Regions from separate parts of the Mus musculus genome. Here region 2 is linked to region 1. Evidence: chromatin contacts called from public promoter capture Hi-C data. All regions are on one chromosome and are shown on one strand. Each heading gives the region's core, a stretch centred on a gene start, on an enhancer-like site or on the middle of the called end of the contact. The rest is flanking DNA. Distances are from core to core; before and after follow the strand shown.

Region 1 (5,941 bases), core at 1,853-4,352:
GAGGAAGACGAGGGGGAGGAGGTGACTAAGCCTCCAGAAGGTAAGTGCACTTAGCTGTGTGTGGCTCCCACTCTCTAGGTCTGTGGATGGCTTTTCACATGGAGTTTGACGAGGCTGGCTTGGGATAGATCTCTTTTCTCACCTGCTCTCAAGTGACTAGGCATTTAACCTTCCTGTCCCCACCCTCTGACAATGAAATGCCACTCTGGGCACTGCCTGAATGCTAGCTGGGAAATTTGTTGCCATTGGGCACCAGTTCAGGCACAGTTAGTACCCAGGCGCCAGCAGGGTGCCACCTTGTTGACAAAAATACCCCTTGTGCCACTTCCTTTCCCAGAGGCACATACACTACCTGGCTGTGTGCAGTGAACACAGAGGGACTGGGAGGGGTAGAGGGAACAGGACCTCTCACTTGGCCACTCAGGCGTTTAAGCCTGTGCAGGTCCTTCTAGAGGCTATCCTGTGTACTGAAGGTGTGTGGTTGGCTTTCTCTTCCTGGGTATTGGTGGCGTTCGCCTGGCAACAGTGCCTTCAATAGAACCAGTGTCGGCTTGCTGTACCAGCCGGCTACTTTTGTATCTCCGTGACAGTGAGCTGGCAGACAGTACTTGGAGCAATGTTTTATTTGGGATCGTGGTTGAAGAGAGATTTCAGTCTGTGATAGGGATGGAGTGATGGGTCAGCTTATTGATGGCAAGGGAGTGTGTGATAAAGGCCGTTCACGTTCACATCACTGAAACCTGGGAAGCAGAGAAAGAAGCAGCAATCTGGGGTGGACATTCCCTTCAAAGGTCATCTTCTGATACTCTCTGCTCCCCCACCCCCCAATGGTTCCACAGTCTTTCAAAGTGGAGCCACCGGCTAGGCACTGAGTGTTCACAACATGAGCCTGTGAGGGACTCTCAGGTTCAGACCCTAGTGAGGTAGTATCCCTAGTTTAAAGTTACATACAGTCCTAGAGCTATGACTTATTTCCTGGCGGCACAGTGGCAGGAAATACATCTTTCTGAAACCTGGGCACCTGTGGTTACTGCAGGCTGCTTAAGGACTCACTGCCACAAAAAATGCCTCAGGACATCCATGTACAATCCTGAGAAACAATTGCTCTCCCGCCCCAATAACCTTATTTATAAACATTTATTTATTTGTGTGTGTGTGTGTATAAATATGCTTGCGTGTGCTACACATGTACACATAGGTACATGCATGCCATGATACACGTGTGGAGATTGGGGGAATCACTTTTTTCTTTCTACCATGTCTGTGTGTGGGATCGAACTTGGGAACTCAGGTTGTCAGGTTTGGTGGCAAGCTTTTACCCACACACCCTTTACCCACTGATCCATCTCACTGGCCCCCTGAGAAATACTTTTAAGGAGTTCACAGTTGATCTCAGCTGTGGGGCCAGTCTAGCCCTGATTTGAAGGACAAGAAGAGGGGCTGTGATCTGGCAGAAGGTTAGCTCAGGAGGGCAGACGTTCAGTAAAGACTCATGGTGGTCATGGGATAAGGGACACTGCCCGAGTGGCTTCGGTGCGTCTCCGGGCATGCGTGTTTTCACCTCCACAGGAAGCATTAGACAGGTGAGTACCAAGGTTCCCTCCAGCTGTGCTATGTTAGATGTTCCCACCTTGGTCCCTGGCAGTAGGTAGCCATTCCTATAGGGCAGTGGTTCTCAACTTTATAATGATGCAGCCCTTCAATACAGTTCCTCATGTTGTGCTGACCCCAATGAAAAATTTATTTTTGTTGCTACTTCATATGTGTAATTTTGCTACTGTTAGGAACTGTGATGGAAATATCTGATATGCGACCCCTGTGGAAGGGTCATTTACCCATCTCCCCCAAAGGGGTCACAACCCACAGGTTGAGAACCACTGTGCAATAGGGGCTTAGTTTGGTTTTCTTTTTCTTTTTCTTTTTTTGGTTTTTCAAGACAGGGTTTCTCTGTGTAGCTCTGGCTGTCCTGGAACTCTCTCTGTAGACCAGGCTGGCCTCAAACTCAGAAATCTGTCTGCCTCTGCCTCCCGAGTGCTGGGATTAAAGGTGTGCACCACCACGCCCGGCTTTAGTTTGGTTTTCTTAGGCTCGCTTTCCTCTGCACTGAATGTCTTGATTTCCACCCCAGCGTGGGCGTGGTCCTACTGATTCCAGGTGGGATGGTCGTGGCTTCCTGAAAGGTTTTACTGATTTCTCCATGTTGTTATTAACTATCTTTTAAGTTTTAGATTTATCTATTTTATATGTATGAATATTTTGCCACAGTGCATGCACTTGTGTGCCTGGTGGCTGTGGAGGTCAGAGGAAGGTGTAGAATTCTCTGGAATCGGAGTTACAGATGGTTGTGAGCCGCTGTGTGTGTGATGGGAACTGAACCCATGTCCTCTACAAGAGCAACATGTACTGTAAACTGCTGAGCCATCTCTCCAGCTCCTTTTGCTGGTTTCTAACCTGCCTGTGTAGAAGCTACAAACGTCTGTGTATACTGCAGACCCAGCTGCAGATCTGGGAAGTGGGGGTCAAGGCTACTTGCAGGCAGGGGATGAGCGTTCTCTAGACTGCTTCCCACAGCCTTAGTGCCTGACAGCACAGAGAGGCTCAGGTCCTGAATGTGGGTGGCTGACTCAGTAAAGGAGTGGGCTGTCAGACTCCAGGGAGAAAGTCACCACGTGGGCACACGGACCCTGGCAGTTCTGTTCTGCTTCTGCGTAACTATTCAGTAGAGTGAAGATTGACAGAGCTGAAGAGAGACCTCCTAAGTATGCTTCACAAATACCTCTCAGCTTGTGAGTTCCCTACCCTCCAGCTGCCCTTGTATCAGAGCAGAGGAATTCTGATGGGAAGGTTTCTTGAGATCCACCCAGCCACGCCTGTCCTCTCAGGGATGTGGAACCAAGGTCTGGGATGTGGTGGGGGTGAGAGACCCACCCAAGGTCACAGCCAAGAGGCCACAGGGCCAGACTGTACTGCTGGGCCTCCTGTTTCCTAGTCAAGGGCCCCGTCTAAGCGCACCCCTATTTCCAGCCAGGCTCAGTGGCCTGGGCTTCCAGCTTGGGAGTGGGTGGTGAGGACATGGATTAAAGCCGAGCTACCAATTGCACATTTCATAACTCAGGCACCGCCTCCCGGGTCAGCCCAGGCCACATTCTTGGTTGACCCTTGGAAGCTGTGCTTGATGTCCCTGCTGATACTTTGATGGGAAAGTCAGAAAAAAGAGGCCTGTGAGGAAAAATGATCAGTGGCAGAATTCCTCCGCTGGGGAAGGAAGAATGTGAAGGGTGTTTGCTCTGTTCAAGCCACTGGACTGAATATATTTGTGCATTCTTTTCTTCACTGAGGCATCACAGAGTCAATTGCTGTTCTGTGTGCCGGCTATGCAGCAGGCAGCGGGCCAGGCTCTGGGGAGATAAGCTATGCTTAATTTCATGACCATTTTCATTAAGGGAATAAAAATTGTGTATGGGACATTTTGAAAGGAAGGGACGTAGCTCTCTGAAACCTTAGACTAAAGAAGTAACATGTTGGGTGGACATGCATGTGGGATGACATTAGCCTGGTGAACCCTGGGTAGGGAGTGGAGAAGAGGGAAATGGCATACATGAGCTCTGGGCTCAGATGTGTGTATGTGTGTAAAAGCCTGAGGTTGATGTGGGATGTGTCTTCCTCTATCACATCCCACTTTGTTGCCTGTGACAAAGGCTCTTGTTGAACCTGGATCTTGTCATTTTGGCTAAGCTGGCTGGCCACTGAGCTTCAGGAACCCCCGTTTCCAGCTCCCTTCTTTCCTCGTGCTGGGACTGCAGGCACTTGGCACTGCTCCCAGCTTCTGTGTGGGTGATGGGGTTCAAACCTTGAGCAGCAAGCTCTTCACCCATGAAGCCATCTCCCTAGTCCCCAGCTTGTTTGTTTCCCCCTAGAAACTTAAAAAAGCCAATTAAACTGGTGCACAGAACCCGTGCCCGGTGTTGGTGCACGTGGCCTAGAGTCAGGTCAAACAGGCCTTGCAAGGTCAATGTCACACTATTCATAACAGAGCTGAGAGTTAGGGAGTACAGACTCCATTTTATTAACAAGAGGGATTTTATGGCTTGTCAGGCCCATAGGGATCAGGGGAAGAGTTGAGAATCGGTATCATTTCGGCATGTGGGGGCTGCCCCTTCTGGTGGGTACACATGGTACAAGGGTCACTTGAATGTCTGAACAGGATTCTTTTCTGAGAGGGAAGGAGGGAAAGACACCTTGCCATGGTGGATCTAGGAAGACTTTCTGTGCTGGTTCTGTTTGTCCCCGTGGTTCCACGAGGACGGATTAGGCATAAAGGAAGACATTGTTTCTGGGAACTCTGATGTCTTCGAGATTCTTGGTGATGCTGTTTTAGAGGCATCAAAACAGGTGACCTAGTACAGAGTTGTCCAGCACCTACCATGCACCCAGCCACGTGTTAGGGACTGAGAATCTAAGGATGAGTGAGGTACCCAGTGAAGGCAGAAATCTCACCATGAGGCAGAGGTATTTGGGGCCGTAGAGGGGGTGCAAGCGCCCCAATACTAATGCTAGCTCTAGATCTGGTGGTCAAGGGGTCTCTTCACTTCCTTCTCTACCACCATGTCTTTAATATTTTATGTATGTATGTATGTATGTATGCATGCATGTTTTGTGAGCTGGATTGATCCTTGGGCCTTGTGCATGCTAGGCAAGTGTTATACCACGGAGGCCTTCTCCCCACACCTATATGCCTTCATTTTATCAGGGTGGACAGTACTGGCCTTTTTTACTTTGGCACAAGCTTTTATTTTTCCCAGTGAGTGGGGCGATGTACCTGGGAATGCAGGTGACCAGCAGATAGTCCCTGGCTGAGGAGTAAGTCACCAGTGTGTTCCACTGCTCCCAGCTGTCAACAACCACTTGTAATGGGTTTGGGCTCTGGAATGTTCTCCATGAAGTACCCCCCCCCCCCACGCTCCACTTTTCCTGCCCTCCCCTGCTTGGTGGCCTATGGGTCAGCTGTTCCCTAAGAGACTGGAAGAGGAGGAGGAGTCCTGACCACCATCCCCCACCTTACCCCAGGCAAGGAATGTGCAAGGGAGGTTGAGGTCAAAGACCAATGTGAAACCAACCAGAATTACCAAGAACTCAAAGGACATGTTCCTTCTCACATGCCTCCATCCTAGGCAGGTGAGTGTTTTTATTCCCCCTTGACAGGGAAGCAGAGCCCAGTAGGCACTCAGCAGGGACAGATTCACTACCTTGGTTGATTGGGCGTGACTCTTCCGACTGTGGGCTTTCTCTTAGCTTCCTGTTGGCAGAATATGGGCTTTTAAAAAAGAGAATTTAGCGTAGAGTGCGGTGCTTACCTAATGTGTGGGTTGAGATCTTGGCAGAAGCCCGTGGTTTGTTCCAGTAGGTGACTGAAAAGCGCAGATGAACAAGAGAGGGTGAGCTCCCTAGCAGGGTGGGAGCTGTCTCTGCCCACCCAGGAGCCAGTACTGCTGGAGATAAATAGAGGATGGGCTACAACTCATCTTCTCCCTCCCAGTCTCCCTGCCAGTAAGGACTCAACCAATCCAGCCAAAGGCCAAAGCCATCTGGAGTCATAGAGGAAGAGGCCTGGGGAGAAGCAGGTAGAATATGGCCACGGGGGTGCAGATAAGGGTGGAGTGGGAGAGGGGTAGGAAAGATGGTCAATGTAGGTTTCAATCTGATTTTTCAAGGCTTAAAGACAGCAGAGTGCGTGGATTGGGTCTAACTTCTTAGGCAAAGTGATGTCTGGGTGGGGCTGGAAGGGAGGGTCATGTGACTCTGGGTTTGTCCTCTGCTGTGGCCAGTGCCGGAGCCCTTGCCAGGCAAGTGGAGGCTGTGGGTTACAGGGCTCTCTGGGTGAGAGGATGGCTGTGTGTCACGGGGAAGCAAATGGAGCTGGGCTGAGCACCTAGGGGAGCCT
Region 2 (6,111 bases), core at 929-3,428, 130 kb before region 1:
AAGAGGCCAGCTGATAGCATGGAGAGTGTGTGGGTAAGCAGAACTCTTTAGCTATCAAGCTGCACAGATACCTGTCAAATATATTGAACCCAGGAGGTGGAGTCAGGAGGATTATAAGTTCTCAGAAAACCAAACCAGGAGGCAGGGGGCATAGCTCAGCCAGCAATGTGCTTGATACACAAACATGGGGCCCTGAGTTCAGACTGTCATTGTTCAAGTAAAAGCTAGACAGGATAGTGTGTGTTTCTAACCCCAACACTGGGAGATAGAGGCCGATGGATCCGCACAGCTCCTGGGCCAGCCAGTCTAGTCAATGGGCAAGTGCTAGGTTCAGTAAGAGACTTGTCTCAAGAAAGTAAGCTGAAGAAGTGACCAAAGAAGGCAACTTCTGCTTCTCGAAGCCTATTGATAAGTATCTCAAGTACTGATTTTCAAATACTGAAACAGCCTTGTCTCCCTGAGATGAATCTCATTTGGCAGTGGTATATAACTCTTCTTATATGTCATTGGATGAGATCCCTCAGTGTTTGGATGGGGATTTTGCATCTATATTTATGAGAGATTGGGCTCTTGTTTAATTTTCTTACAGTATTTTTGTCTAGTTTGAGTAACAAGGTGAAACTGGCCTCAGAACGGAGTGAAACATCTTCTCTGCATTCTGTAGCTGCTTTTTATAGTTTTGATTTTGTAATGTTTTGTTGCCCAGGCTATCCCAGACTTCAAGAGAATTTCACCTACCCACCAACCCACCCACCCATCCGCTCTCTACCATCTCAGTCTTCCAAGTAACTGGGGTTACAGATGTGTGCCACTGTACCTGGCTTTTCTTATCTTTTTGGAAGTGTTTGCAGACCATTGATATTGATTATTCTTTAGATGTTTGGTAGAATTCATGTATTATGCCTTTTGGGTCTGGATTTTTCTTTGTACCTAAAGTTTTTATTGCTCATTCAATTGATATGTTGAAGGGACTATTCAGTCTTTCTATTTCTTTTTGGGTCAGATTTGGGAGTTTGTGTGTTTCTAAGAAATGTGTCTATTCCATTGTAGTGTTCCTTTATTTATTTATTTATCTTTTATTTTTTGTGGGGTCACTTACAATGTCTTTTTTTTTTCATTTCTGATTCTGGTCATTTTCACCTTTTTTCTTTTCTTTTCCTTCCTCCCCCCTCTCTTTCTCTCTCTCCTTCCTTCCTTCCTTCCTTCCTTCCTTCCTTCCTTCCTTCCTTCCTCCCTTCCTTCCTTCCTTCCTTCCTTTCCCCTCCTTCTTCTTCCTCCTCCTCCCCCAATCTCTGGTCACACTGGCTGCAGATATATCAGTTTCCTTCATTATTTAAAAGAACCACTTCCCCTCCCCCCGTCACCTTTACAGGATTTTCCATTGTGATGCCGTTTATCGAGTGTCCTTGCACAGTGACTTACCGTTCTGGAAGCACCAACACACATAAAGCAGGTGTGTGGCTAGGCTCTCAGAGGGGGCGTTGAGGAAGGAATCCCTGCAGCAGCCACACAGCTGAAAGGAAGGGAAGATGCATGCAGTGCAGGTCCTAGTGTTGGCTCCAGAGCTCAGCGGCTCTCACTGTACAGGGGACCTCTCTGTTGCATGTGCAGTCTGTACCACTGGTGGCTAGACTCCACGACTAAGGGAAAAGTTATGGTCCAGTGCTCCCCTCTTGTAAGCCTCAGCAGCCCCTGGCTAGTCTCCTTCCACCTTGTCTGGGAGAGGGGTCCGAAGTACTGTCTACTGCCCACAGTGACTGGGTACCTGCTTTGCCTGCGGGAGGGGTCCAAGGTGAGGCGGGGTCTTGAGAGGCCCCCGCCTCTCTGTAATCTGAAGGAATTGCAAGAAGTTGTTTCTGTTTTCTCTTTCCTACTGCTGCCTGCTTTCTCAGGTTCTTTCTGAGGAAACAGAGATGTGTGCGTGTGTGTGTGTGTGTGTGTGTGTGTGTGTGTGTGTGTGTGTGTGTAGGTAACATAGGCTTGGAGTGTATTACATGTAACATACCCTCCCCATCCACAAGGGCAAGGTTAGGGGAGAAAGTCATACTGAGCCCCAACTGACTTCTCACTTTTCTTAATTGTGATTCCCAAAGCACTAATTTCTTTCAGTGCGGGGAGGCATTTCTGACTCTGGACTGTGTAAACATCACATGGTAGTTCAAAAGTCAGAGAGGGTGGGAGGGAGGACACAGAGCAGAGGGAGATGGGAGATGGAGGACTGGAGGCAAGAAGAGGGAGGAGGAGAATCATGGGAGGCGCAAGCCACAGGAAATTTTCTGGGGGAGCACAGGTCAGCACAGCCCCACAGTGGGGTGTAGGGAAGGTTGAGGTGTGTAGCGGGAGGTAGAGGGCAGAAGCGTACTTAGAGCCCACTCCACACCAGTCTCCGGAGGTTTTTGGTGGGCCTCCATTCCCTGGGCATGGTAAGTAGGCAGCTGGCACTCATAGTGCCCTGCCTGATGGGGCACCACTGGAGCTGAGAGAAGCAGTTGGTGCTCTGTGCCCTGAGATATAACCTGAGGCCCAGGGGGCTCTAGGCAGGCTTTGCCTAGAGGCCAAGGTTTGGTGTTAAATCACTGACCTATTTCCCCCCCCATCCCCAAACACAATAGCAAGAGAGGTGGTAGGTGAGGTTGGGGCTCCTGGCTTTAGACACTGATGGGTCCGAACTCTTTCATTTACATGAGCACACGCACGCATGCACAGAGCCAGGCCTGGTAGTTCAGGCCTGTGATCACATAACCACAGCTAGTCAGGAAGCTAAGGCAGGATACTGAGAGTTCAAGCCAGCCTTGGCTACAGGATGAGTTCAAGGTCACCTTATTAGACTTATAAAGAAAAAGGAAAGAGAAGAGGTGGGGTGTACCTTAGTGTGAACGTGGGTGCTTACTTAGGACTTGCAAGGCTCCAGCTTTAGTCCTTATCAGTGTACACGTGGAACGTGGTGATGTTGATCTTGCTGCCATGCTGACCGTGCTAGGCTGGTGTAAGGATTAGGCAACTTGCAGGCACAGTCCTGGTATATGATATAGACCCTTGCTCATTCAATGACTCTTTATCTAATATTCTGACATCCTAGGATTATGAGGTACAAAGTGTCTCAATAATAACATCAGGGTTCAAAGCCCCAGGAGATCCACAGTGTCAATTGAGGGTAGCTCTACAGAATGACACCCTACATACCTGCTGCAGCCACCTGCTGACCGGCCAGCCTTCCTTCCTGGTTGGTCTTCCTTTTAGTTCCACCCTGCTGAGAACTCTCAGGGGGTGCTGATGTCTGGCTGATGTATGACTTGGCTAGCTGTCCCCAGCAGTGAGCAGGTGGGTGGATGTCCGTGGGGGGCCATTAGGAGGAGAGGGGTGTGTATTACTTGGGCACAGAGCGAGTCACAGATTAACACCCTGGCCTGTCCCCACTGGCCCTGGCCCGAGCACCCAAGCGAGGGTGCCCAGAGGTGGCTGGGTTCTAGCCAGGTTCTGTGGAGCACAGCAGGGGGCAGGTCACTCCTGGGTCATGAATGATGGGAGGGGCAGCCAAAAGCCTCTTCCTGTCCATGAAAACTCACAGGGATTGGGTTCTGCCACCAGGCACAGTTACAGAGATCCTGTGTCCTTGAGCCCATGGGATCCACAGAACCCAACCCTCAGGACTTCTGGGTAATGGACGTGGATGTGCCCACTGGGGAGGCCAAGGAAGTGGGCAGGGAAGTTAACTGTGTTCTCATGGCCAGTGAGATTAGCATGAGGTCCCCAGATTTGAATTTAGGATTGAGGGGGCTTTTGTAGACTCTGATCTGACCTCAAGTCTTGGCTTTACTAGCTGGGATTTGGGGCCTGTTTGTGATTTGAATTCTCAATCTGTCTTCCCTCATGTGTTACGGTGAGACTCAAATGAATTGATACACATAGAGATGCTTAGAAGAGTAGGTAAATGCCGGTGACTCTTGACATCACTCTGCTGAAAGCGGAGTCTGAGGCAGAGGCTGCAGACTGTCCTCATTTTCTGCCTAAGACTCCTTGTCTTCCCAGGAATGATGGCACTGGGTCTTATAAGGTGGTGAGCTCTTAGCAGCTGTGTCTTTAAGAGGAAGGCTGGATTGACCGCAATTGGTCTCTTGTTTGCCGATCTGGGGGGTTAGAGTCAATGCTGGTTTATTTCCTGCCTCCATTGACAAAGAAGTGGCCTTGGGCCATTTCTGCAGTCATTTGGTTCTCAGTGATGAACCTGTCTGCTGGCAAGGATCTTGGTGTGGATGAAGTCAGCGAGGTGCAGAGTGTGTTCTGCAATGCGTGGTGTGCTGTAGCCAGTGATGTGTAACTATGGTGGCTATTCACGGGATGCTGATTTGGCCTGTCTGAGGATCCCAGCTCAGAAATACCTGTGTTACTTAAATCCTCAGGCCAGCTGTGTTTGCTATGCTCCCTGGGTAGCATATATGTCTGACCTCTCCTTTGGGGTGCCTTAGGGCTTTGTGGGGTGCTTCTTAGATGGAGTTCTTTCCCTCTACAGACTTGATCCTTGTCCTCTGGTTATTGTAACCCTAGTCTGGGTCCATGTTTTTAGAAAACTGTGTGTGTGTGCATGCGTATGTAGTGACCACAGGACAACCTCAGATGTCACCCTCAGGAACACTCTCCTTCAGACAGGATAACTCACTGGCCTGGACCTCACCTGGACACTTTTATGTGGGCTTTGGAGATTGAAATGAGGCCCTTGTACTTGCTGACTGAGCCATATTTCTAGGCCCCGCTCCCTACCTACTTTTTTTTTTTAACTTTAATTTTTCAGGGGATTTCAGATTTACAAAAAAAAAAAATGTGAAAGGGTTTCAGAATTTCCCTATGACTTTCACTATGCCATGTTAAAGTCGTACCCAACTGGACCACGGACGTCAAAACAGAGGCTGCACTGATCTGATACTATCAGAGAATACTAGATACTACTAGATGCTACCAGACAGACCTGAGTAGGGTTCAGCCAGCGTTCCCATGGCTGCCCTGGAATCCAGACAGAGACTCCACAATGCAACAGGCTTCATGTCTCCTCGATCCCCTAGCCTGGCAAAGCTCTTCCATCTGTATTGTTGTTCATGGCTTCAGCTGTGTCAGAGGAGGGCTGGCCAGTTACTCGGAAGATGCGCCTCGGTATGGCTCGATTGTGAATTGCATGCCTGTTACTTGTACAGAGCTGCTGCTTATTCCCTGGCTGTTTCTCAACATGGTCATCTTATTTGACCATAAGGCCTTCACCCTGTGGGCTGTAATCTGGGGTTGCATGCTTTCCCTGTGGTATGGGAGCCTCGCTGAGCGGGTGTGATCCTCAGTGCTTGCCTGTTTATGGAGTCAGAACACCCAAGAAAGCCGAATGTGCCCTGTCTGTTGAGGAGCTTATTAGGTACAGACTTCCCAGGACTGCAGGCTGGCAAGCGCGGGGCATGTGAGGCCAGCCAATGGGCTGCCAACTCAGACAAGGCTGCTGCGCTCTGTTCAGGAGGCAGAGCTTTTATTCCCAGAACATCTTAGTGTTTACGCCTGAATCCTTCAACAGACTAGAGGAGAGCCAGCCACGCGATTGCAAAGACACATGCATCTTTTGCATCTTACGAGGTATCTGGTTGTAGGTTCCACTCATATCTATAACGTGCATCACAGTACTGCCCAGATTGTGTTTGATTCACTCCCTGGGAACAGCCTGCCATGGTGGTGTAGAACTCACCATTGTACATACTCACCTTGCTCTAAGGAAACCGAGCTGTTTTGTGTCACCAAGAGTGGAAGGGATCAGGGTACAGGGCCAAATTGGGAAAGAAATAAGGAATTCAGGTCTAGTGTGCCTAGGCTTCTAGATGGGATCTGGGCATAGCCAGTCCTTCCTTTCATCCCTAGAATGTGAGAAATCCTGCTGATAATTGGCATGTGTGGAGTCAGCGGGATTTTCATGGCCATGTTTGAAGGGGAGTGACAGTGTCCCCTCACAGGGTAGATTTTCAGCTGCTTCCAGCTTTGGGAAGGGACAACCCCAAGTTGGAATAACTGTCTTTCTTTCTGGGGACACAGCTATACTGCCCTTCTTTCCCATGAGGGCTGAAGTAGTCTGTCAGTTCCTCTTTC

What was found. Capture Hi-C pulls out chosen DNA fragments and counts their contacts.
Region 2: a promoter capture Hi-C map of liver shows a contact between it and region 1. The contact joins two enhancer-like sites. A contact is called at or near these places in 1 of 484 Hi-C or Micro-C datasets (uterus), 5 of 115 datasets of contacts at active chromatin or transcription factors (double positive thymocytes, embryonic stem cells, pancreatic cancer cells and 1 more) and 4 of 9 other capture datasets (adipose tissue, embryonic stem cells, liver and 1 more).

What each region holds. Positions count from the first base shown.
Region 1 is chr1:73,929,997-73,935,937 of GRCm38.p6, reverse strand. The region is part of intron 22 of Tns1 (tensin 1); the gene reads left to right. Among named protein-coding and RNA genes, the nearest start is that of 6030407O03Rik, 69 kb to the right of the region's middle. Within about 2 kb of position 3,102, at least 61 of the 459 cell types and tissues checked have an H3K27ac peak or open chromatin away from gene starts, as enhancers often do. A contact at or near this core is called in liver, where this site is marked.
Region 2 is chr1:74,055,833-74,061,943 of GRCm38.p6, reverse strand. The region is part of intron 3 of Tns1 (tensin 1); the gene reads left to right. Among named protein-coding and RNA genes, the nearest start is that of Gm39664, 28 kb to the right of the region's middle. Within about 2 kb of position 2,178, at least 9 of the 459 cell types and tissues checked have an H3K27ac peak or open chromatin away from gene starts, as enhancers often do. A contact at or near this core is called in liver, where this site is marked.